Linked DNA regions of Mus musculus: region 2 is linked to region 1. A link is a contact called in public promoter capture Hi-C data. All regions are on one chromosome and are shown on one strand. The core of a region is the stretch at or near the end of the contact, and the rest is flanking DNA. Distances in the headings are between cores, read along the strand shown.

The links. Promoter capture Hi-C pulls out the DNA fragments that hold promoters and counts their contacts.
Region 2: a contact with region 1 is called in a promoter capture Hi-C map of Sertoli cells, with 2.7 times the contacts expected there. The contact joins the promoter of Zfp811 here to the enhancer-like site in region 1. A contact is called at or near these places in 2 of 39 promoter capture datasets (Sertoli cells and erythroid cells), 4 of 484 Hi-C or Micro-C datasets (CD4 T cells, erythroblasts, liver and 1 more), 2 of 115 datasets of contacts at active chromatin or transcription factors (both in embryonic stem cells) and 3 of 9 other capture datasets (adipose tissue, liver and pancreatic islet).

The regions. Positions count from the first base shown.
Region 1 is chr17:32,752,060-32,756,865 of GRCm38.p6, forward strand. No RefSeq gene overlaps it. Among named protein-coding and RNA genes, the nearest start is that of Zfp871, 34 kb to the right of the region's middle. Within about 2 kb of position 1,747, at least 25 of the 459 cell types and tissues checked have an H3K27ac peak or open chromatin away from gene starts, as enhancers often do. A contact at or near this core is called in Sertoli cells, where this site is marked.
Region 2 is chr17:32,807,530-32,811,661 of GRCm38.p6, forward strand. It overlaps Zfp811 (zinc finger protein 811), which reads right to left and starts at 2,402. Exons shown (of 4, transcript NM_183177.3): 1 at 2,253-2,402. The coding sequence starts at 2,255.

The sequences.
Region 1 (4,806 bases), core at 497-2,996:
ATAGAATTGTTTTGTGCCCTTTAAAAATTAATTTTTCTTTTTTAAAAAAATATTTATTTATTTATTTATTTATTTAATGTATATATGAGTACATTGCCACTGTCTTCAAACACACCAAAAGAGGGCAATAATAGATGGTTGTGAGCCACTATGTGGTTGCTGGAAATTGAACTTTAGAAGAACAGCCAGTGCTCTTAACCAGTGAGCCATCTCTCCAGCCCAAAATAATCTTTTCTTAATAATGACAGGAGAGAGAGAGAGAGAGAGGGAGAGGGAGAGGGAGAGGGAGAGAGAGAGAGAGAGAGAGAGAGAGAGAGAGAGAGGGAAAACACCTCGGTTTCTCCCATAACATAGCGCTAGGGAGTTTTGTGGACCTAACACTTGACCTTTCCTTTACTGCAACACACAGTCATGGCCTACCTCTTTTTGTATTTTAATGATTTTGTATTTTAATGCAATATCTAAATCCAGGCATTGCAGCCCACTTGGTGAAGCTGAGGCAGGCAGAGTTCCAGGACCACCAGAACTACATCCTCTGTCTTTTAAATAGAAGTAAAACATCTAAAAACAGCCCAAGAGCAACAGCAATGATGACGAAGATCAACACGAGTCCCCCCCCCCCCCCCCCCGCGCATGTCCATTTACTATTAGTTTAGCAATGCTGGAAATTCAGGTAATTGTTGCTAGTCCTACGAATCACTGTGGTAAGGGCACAGGGACAGTGTTTCGAAAGCTTCTCTTCGGACTGTGAGGCTCATAGCAGGTGAGGAAGACAGGACGACTGCTCTGAGTTACTCTGCGCTGGAGGAAGTATCAGCTTGGTTGTGCCCAGCTGAGAATTAACAGCTCCTTTGATTAAGCAACACTCTTAAACTGCTTTACTTCATTTTAGAACATGTGCCAAGAAAGATAAACCTTGTATCTTGCTTACACAAATGAGCATCCACCCTCTGGCAGTACACGGGGAGATATAAACTCAACAACTACTTATAGCAACAAATAATATCCGAAAATAAATAAGGTCATATCAGAAATTCCAGCCAGGCGAGCTTATCAACCACATGAGGTGCAATCCTTTGCCTGTGTCTATAAGGCCCAAAGTGTGGCAGGCACACTGAGTGATCTCTGGTTAAAAGCACAGAAACTTACCACAGGGAAGGACTCTTCAGTCCTGCCCGGGACACTCAGTGCCCTTCAAACTCACAGCCTAGTCTCACATACATTTGCCACCTCTGCACCTGCCCTGGTAAGACCTGCCACCACCACCCCTACTTTTCCTTGCTCCAGTTTCAGCTGTCTGCCTCAGACTTCATGCCTCTTACCAGTTAGTCATTTAACCGTTTCTTAGCCATTCTGTGACCAGCATGGTTGCATATAATTAATTGTGTGAGACATTAATATGCAATTTGTCAGTAAATATAAGTGATCAGATAGACTGTTACAAAATCATCTTTGATTACCATCTGCTGGCTTGCAAACAAAATCTGGCCACAAAACAGCCATACTGAGAACTTACTCATCATTCCATCTACCAGTCTTACATAAAACGTTCACGACCCCGGATCACTAAATTTCCTGTGCATGAACTCCCAACCCGAGTGTGAATCTCCTCACCACCCTCCACCACCACCGCCCAGATAGCAGAGACATGGGCTGATGAATGTCCACAGAGCCTGACGCACTAAGCTCTGCAAGGGCAGAACAGCGCGACCCAGCGGGGGGCCAAACTACTGCTTCCAGGGGAAGTTACTCCTCCACTGCTCCCTTGGTTGCAGCAGCCTCCCCCTCACACTTAGGACTCCCAGCAGTAGCCACTATTTTCAGCCGCCAGGTGTCCTAGTCCTCCTCTGACTCCAGCAGCCGGTGGACGTAACCCAGACACAGCGGGGCAAAACCTGGAATCTTTCTTCCAGACCCAGGCATTTAATACGACAAATACAGAACGTGGCATCTCAGTGTTTTGCAGTGACTATCTCCTAAGGCCCAAATTTCTAGTTGGACAGTTTATACAGTGCGAAACAACCACACATACACCCCATCCACCGCCCCTCCATAGTGCAGCAACTCACCCGTGGAGGATACCCATCCCCAAACTGGCAGGGCCGAGACCAGATTACAGATTCTGTGCACAAAGTTCTCAGTCAGCCAAAAGGAAAAGCATTCGTTCACTCACAAAACCTGTCCTGACTTCCCAGCAGCAATTGCTTCCTGCTTATTAAAATAATAGGGCCACAGTGAAGAGGGTGCGGCATAGTCTCTATTTTTTTTTTCTGATCAAGGCTCAATGTTTAATTGTAGGGTCTGAATTTAAAGGGGGAAATCCCATCCCTGACTATGCCAGGATCTCGTCAGGAAGACAGGCTCAGCTGTTCAGCAGACAGTGGCTTCTTGCAGGAAGCTGCAGATGTGGCAGGACAATAGACAACAGGTCAAAAGACTCCTCCCTAGGTGGGCTAGCCGACTGTGGCAAACAAGGTCTGACTTAGCCCACAAGACTGGGTGAAGGGTATACTTCCTTGCTTCAGTATCTAGAAATTTCTAAGTGGCCATGCTTCACAAATGTAGTTTTTGCTCCAGACTGCAAGTCCATGTTTGCCAATGATACGTTCTCTGAGTGTGCAGAAGTTCTCACGTTCATGCAGAACACTCGCCACTGTCCCGTGCAGACCCTTAGCTTGAAAATGGTGTGAAAGGAAGGATGATGGATCGATAAGCCTCTTCCCCATCCTCCTGGTCCAGGAACCCTTCCTTTGGAAGATGTAACAGGAATAAATATCTACTCCTTCCTTATATAGCAAGGAGGAAAGCAAAAATTAAAACTAAAAATCAAAATCCTTTCTATTCTCATCTGTGTCTCTGGGATAGGGAAGGATTGGACAGTAGCGGCCCAGGATGCACGATTAACGTCTGTCCTGTATAAAACATGGCCTGCTCTCATAGGTTTGCTTTTATTGGACTCACTTCTTAGACTTTCCTAACTCTTACTTGTTGAATGTTTAGATTCCATATGAGAAAACCACACTACTCTTGTCTTTCTTTTTTTTTAATTTTTTATTACGTATTTTCCTCAATTACATTTCCAATGCTAGCCCAAAAGTCCCCCATGCCCCCCCCCACTCCCCTACCCACCCATTCCCACTTTTTGGCCCTGGCATTCCCCTATACTGGGGCATATAAAGTTTGCGTGTCCAATGGGCCTCTCTTTCCAGTGATGGCCGACTAGGCCATCTTTTGATACATATGCAGCTAGAGTCAAGAGCTCCGGGGTACTGGTTAGTTCATAATGTTGTTCCACCTATAGGGTTGCAGATCCCTTTAGCTCCTTGGGTTCTTTCTCTAGCTCCTCCATTGGGGGCCCTGTGATCCATCCAATAGCTGACTGTGATCATCCACTTATGTGTTTGCTAGACCCTGGCCTAGTCTCACAAGAGACAGCTATATCAGGGTCCTTTCAGCAAATGCTTGCTAGTGTATGTAATGGTGTCATCGTTTGGAAGCTAATTATGGGATGGATCCCTGGATATGGCAGTCTCTAGATGGTCCATCCTTTTGTCTCAGCTCCAAACTTTGTCTCTGTAACTCCTTCCATGGGTGATTGTTTCCAATTCTAAGAAGGGGCAAAGTGTCCACACTTCGGTCTTCGTTCTTCTTCAGTTTCATGTGTTTTGCAAATTGTATCTTATATCTTGGGTATACTAAGTTTCTGGGCTAATATCCACTTATCAGTGAGTACATATCATTTGAGTTCTTTTGTGATTGTGTTACCTCACTCAGGATGATGCTCTCCAGGTCCAACCATTTGTCTAGGAATTTCATAAATTCATTCCTTTTAATAGCTGAGTACTACTCCATTGTGTAAATGTACCACATTTTTTGTATCCATTCCTCTGTTGAGGGGCATCTGGGTTCTTTCTAGCTTCTGGCTATTATAAATAAGGCTGCTATGAACATAGTGGAGCATGTGTCCTTCTTACCGGTTGGGACATCTTCTGGATATATGCCCAGGAGAGGTATTGCAGGATCCTCCGGTAGTACTATGTCCAATTTTCTGAGGAACCGCCAGACTGATTTCCAGAGTGGTTATTCTCTATTATTATAACACATTTATGTTTCATTTTGTAGGAAAGAATCTATAGCACACATGGCTAATAATTTGTTTTATGTTTTTCTCCCCTAACAAAATGCCAAACAAGAAAACAATAGTTCCTAAGACAGCCATGACAGTCAGGGCCCATGATAAGCGAATGAAAACAGAGAACAAGACAGAACATCATTATAGTCATCATCCCACTGAAGTAAGAATAAGAACTCCATGTACCAAGTAGGAGTGAAGCCAGAGAGAAGGGAAATTTTTAGAGAAACAGGAAAGGAAAGGAAAGGAAAGGAAAGGAAAGGAAAGGAAAGGAAAGGAAAGGAAAGGAAAAAAAAATCAGGAGAGGGCATCAGATCTCCTGGAACTGAAGTTACAAATGGTTGTTGTTAGATTTCTGAGGTAGCAGAAAGATACCAGAGTCAGAAAAAGACAGGATGAGATTGTGTTTATTGGTGCTCACAATGAGAGGGCAGATTCTCTTCCTCAGAAAGTTGAGGATATGCCAGAAAAAACAGATGGTTGCCACCCTTTATAGGGGCAGAAATGGTCGCAGCATATAGCTCACATCTTTCTCCTGCAGTCCCTCTTTCTGAAATTCCTCCCCCAAAGAGACAGGCTGCCCAATGGATACTCTGTCCGTGTGAGCTACTATGTGGTTGGGAACTGAACCTATGTCTTCAGAAAGAACAAGTGTTCTTAGCCACTGAGCCATC
Region 2 (4,132 bases), core at 1,152-3,651, 56 kb after region 1:
ACATGAAGAAAATCTGAAAACAAAGACACTGAGAATCTATACACTCCAAATTCTGGAGTCCTTAAAAGACCGTGTAACAATTGCCGGGAGTATTTATACACACAGGAATAAACCTGGCTGACATCCTCAGCTCTGGGAAATAATTTGGACAGATTAATACTTGCTACTCAGGACAACTCAGATTTGTTGCCTTAACACTTGGTCGAGACATAAAATATTTTTCTAGGCAGATTTTCCTCAAGTTTGTGTCTTTCCTCTAGGCGTGTGAGCACTGATTGATTCATTCCCAGCCTGAGCCAGCACATACCAGTCCTTCCTGTAGTCCTAAGCACAGATGACCTCAGAGCAAACTGCTCTAATCTGGGCGCTAACTGTGGCATCTTGATCACATCAGGCTCTCTTATCTTTTGTCCGTTCCTTTTTATTCTGGTTTAAGCACAGCTTTCTTTAGCCCAACCCTATGAGAAGCTTGTGAGCCAACACGGAGGGCTTTCCCCTTTCACAGTACATTCACAACACTGTCATGGCTTACCTCCATCAGGACTTCCGTTTTCAAACAATATTTAGAAACAAACCACATCAATTACAATTTTGACAGAGGCCAACCCTGTCCATCCCAGGTATATATGGCTCTCCCTTTCTATGAGTCGGACAATGTTAGGAGGACTTGGAAAGTCAGGGATTCAATGCCAGTCCTAAGAATCCTTAGTCTAAGAGTACAGGTCAGGGAATTTGGAGGAAGAGTCCCTTGAATCTGCATCCTGGTTAGCTTCAACTGTCAACATGGCACAGTCTATAGTTATCTGAGAAGAGCATCTCAATTGAGAAATTGTCTGGATCAGATTAGCATGTGGATAGTTAATTGATGTGGGAAGGCCCAGTCTATGATGAAAAGAACCTTCCCTAGGCAGGGGGTCCTGGGCTGTATAAGAAAGCTATTTTAGCATGAGTTTATAAGCCAGCCAGCATTCCTCCATGGTGTCTGCTTCAAGTGCTTGCCTGAGCTTTCCCTCTGAATTCCTTCAATGATGAACTGTGACCTGAAAATAATAAGCCAAAAGAACCCTTTCCTCACGAGCCATGCTGCCTTCAGTCAGTATGTTACTGCAGCGACAGGATGAGACTAGAGCAACCTGCAAGGCTCATTGGAAAAGCAGGTGCCACTGAAATGAGACAAGGAAAAGACGGCGGGGGGTGGGGGGGGGTGGGGGGGGTGGGGGGGGGTGGAGGGGGGCGTGGGGGCGGGCTGCTTGTAGTTAGTTCATGTTGCAGGTTATGCCAAACCTAGAATGGCTCCATTGTGTTCAGCAACAACGTTAATCTGATTTGCTCGAGTTTTAAGCATAAGATCTCATAGAGGAAAAAGAGCTACTATTTGCCAGCACTCCAGAAGGCACAAAGTGACATCAGTAAACAACTCCTGAAAATGTACCAAATTTTATCAAAAACACTAGACGCATGAGCTTATCAACCACAATATATGCAACCCCTCACCTGAATTTCTACAAGGAGCACCCCAAAACCAGAGTGTGGCACACAGGCAGTGATCACAGGGTCAGCTGTCAAGAGAAGGGGAATAACCGTGGGCAAGGACTCCCTCCCGCCTTTGTCCTCGCAGTTTCTCCGGCTTAGTTGATCGATGAGAATTATTCGATCCTCAACAGCCCTCTTTGTCCCCGTATTAGCTCCAATGCCTGGACTCCAGTAAAGCTTTGTGTGCTTTCAAGCCTTTCTAACACTTTCTTAACCATTCTGCAACCTGTGTTTTGGTTCATTATTGTGTGAAATGTTAATATGTGGTTTAATGTTAGTGATTAAGATTGGAATAAAAGAGCAGTGGCTGCCCACGGCCAGAAAGAAGGCAAAATCGGGCTTACTTGGAAAACTGTAGTCAAGGAAAAAGAATTTATTGGCTATTTAATAAATCGTGACAGTGTAAAAAAGATCCATGTCTCTGTATGTTTCAGAATAACATGCACAAGATCCGGGGGTCAACACACCTCTTACCTCCTCTGGTGCAGAACCCCCAACCCGAGTACCTAGTCTCCACCACCCTCTGCCACCACCACCCACTCTGCCTAGACCTGGCACTGCGAGAGACCAGATGTGTCTGCTTCAGTGAGCGCTCAGCAAGAGACAGGGCAGCCTGGACCAGCTCCACCCGGAGGATCCCGCTCTGAGGCTCATCAGAGTCAGAGAGACCCCTCTGCAGACGAGAGCTGTACCCCACTGCCACAATCGCCCGCACGAACCATTTCCAGAGACATGATGTCCTAGTGTCCTCTTGTAGTTCCTGCAGTCAGTGGAGGTGAGGCAGAAATGGAGTAGAGAGAGAGAGAGACCTGGAGATTCCCTGTACAGATGCTAACAATCCAGATCCCCAAATAAGGCGGGGACCAAAAGGGGATGTCTCAGTGATACGTAGCGGCCATCTTCCTAATGCCTGGATATTTCATTGGATATGCATCCCAAAACAACTTGCCTGGTTGGCCATCAATCCACAGACCCGCCTCCTAAAGCTTTAGCGACTGGAGGAGCACACTCACCTACCACATTGAGATTCAAATTAGAAATTTTAGGTTCAAGCCTACCCAGACTGCATAGAGTACTTTCCTAGATCCTCACTGGCCCCACAGTGGGAAAGGGCAGAAGCAGAGCCCTGTCCCAGCTTTCCTGACCCAACACTTGCTCAGCGGGCAATTCTTGCTTCCTCCCCTTTCTGATGGGGTTACAGAAGCACAGAGGGATTCCAGACTCGGTGTCTATGGAAACAGCCCCATCGCACCATAGAAGACAAAAGGCATACCAGGTCTGGAATAGGAGAGAGAGGGGAGAGGGGAGAGGGGAGAGGGGAGAGGGGAGAGGGGAGAGGGGAGAGGGGAGAGGGGAGAGGGGAGAGGGAGAGAGGGAGTAAGGGAGGGAGGGAGACAGACACAGAGAGAGTGTGTGTGAGGGAGGGATGGAGGCTACCTATATTCAGTCAATAGCATAGAAAACATATGAAGGAATGAAATTATTGAAGGCATACAGAAAGTGGAATTTATAGAAAGAGGTCAAACATACCAGCAAAGTCCTCACGCTTTAACAAGGATCCAGTGTTTAATTTGACCCAGTGACTTCTGGTGTGTTCCACAAGCACACTATTATCTGACTCCAAATAGTCAATGTTTGGACAGGAGGTGCTGTACAGTTCAGCTTGTCCATGCAGATATATACAAGGGTCAAATGCAAGAGAGACACTGAGTCAGATTGTTCCTGATGGCTGTTACTAAACTTGAGGTCACAGTCTATAAGAAGCCAGGTTCAGCCACCCAACCTCGTGAAGACAAACATGCAAATTAGTAGGGAAAACCAGAAAAGAAGAAATTTATGCAATGTGGCTATGTTGGGAAGAGGAACAAAAAGACCCAGTGATTCCCCACTAGTCTATCTTGGGGTTACTAAAGTGAGACTGAAGTTTAAGTTAAAGCCCAGGGCATACTAAGCAGTCCAGGATGAGGGGTGATGCCACCCATTACTGGACTGTCACCATCTCTGTGAGGTTGTTCATCCCTTTCCTGGAGGAGATGAGCATCAGCTCTGGCCCAGGGTTTTCTTCTCCCAATACCAGATTCCCAGAGAAATCTCAATTTCTTGGAATTCACTGTTTCAATATTGTTAAAGCTAAAGGCTCTTTTAAGAAAACATTCATTTCTGTCAGGTTAATGTCAAATACAACAGTGGGGCCTAAAAGGGAAGGAAATAAAGAGACTACTCAGAAAGGGCAGCGGTATCCATTTTAAGGCTTTGGAGGAAGAGGTGATCCTGCACTTGGAGGAAGAAGTCTTTTAACGTGTGACTTGGAGGGAAGAAAGATGGCTGCCGCAAACCCATTATACAAGATATGCCATTCGAAGTCCTTAGTGGTCTAGGATCTGGTTGCACAGGGATCCTGATAATTTCTTTTGTGGAAGTATTGGGTTTCAGCTAGGAGTTAATCAGCCTACATTTCCCTGCAGTATTTCAGGCACCCTACTGAGATGTCTGTGACTTTCCAACAGGTTCTCTGGAAAGAAGAGCCTAGAGACAAGGTAACTCTCCCCCATCTTGGGTAGCTTATTTCTCAGAGCTGATTCTGAGACACCTCATGTTG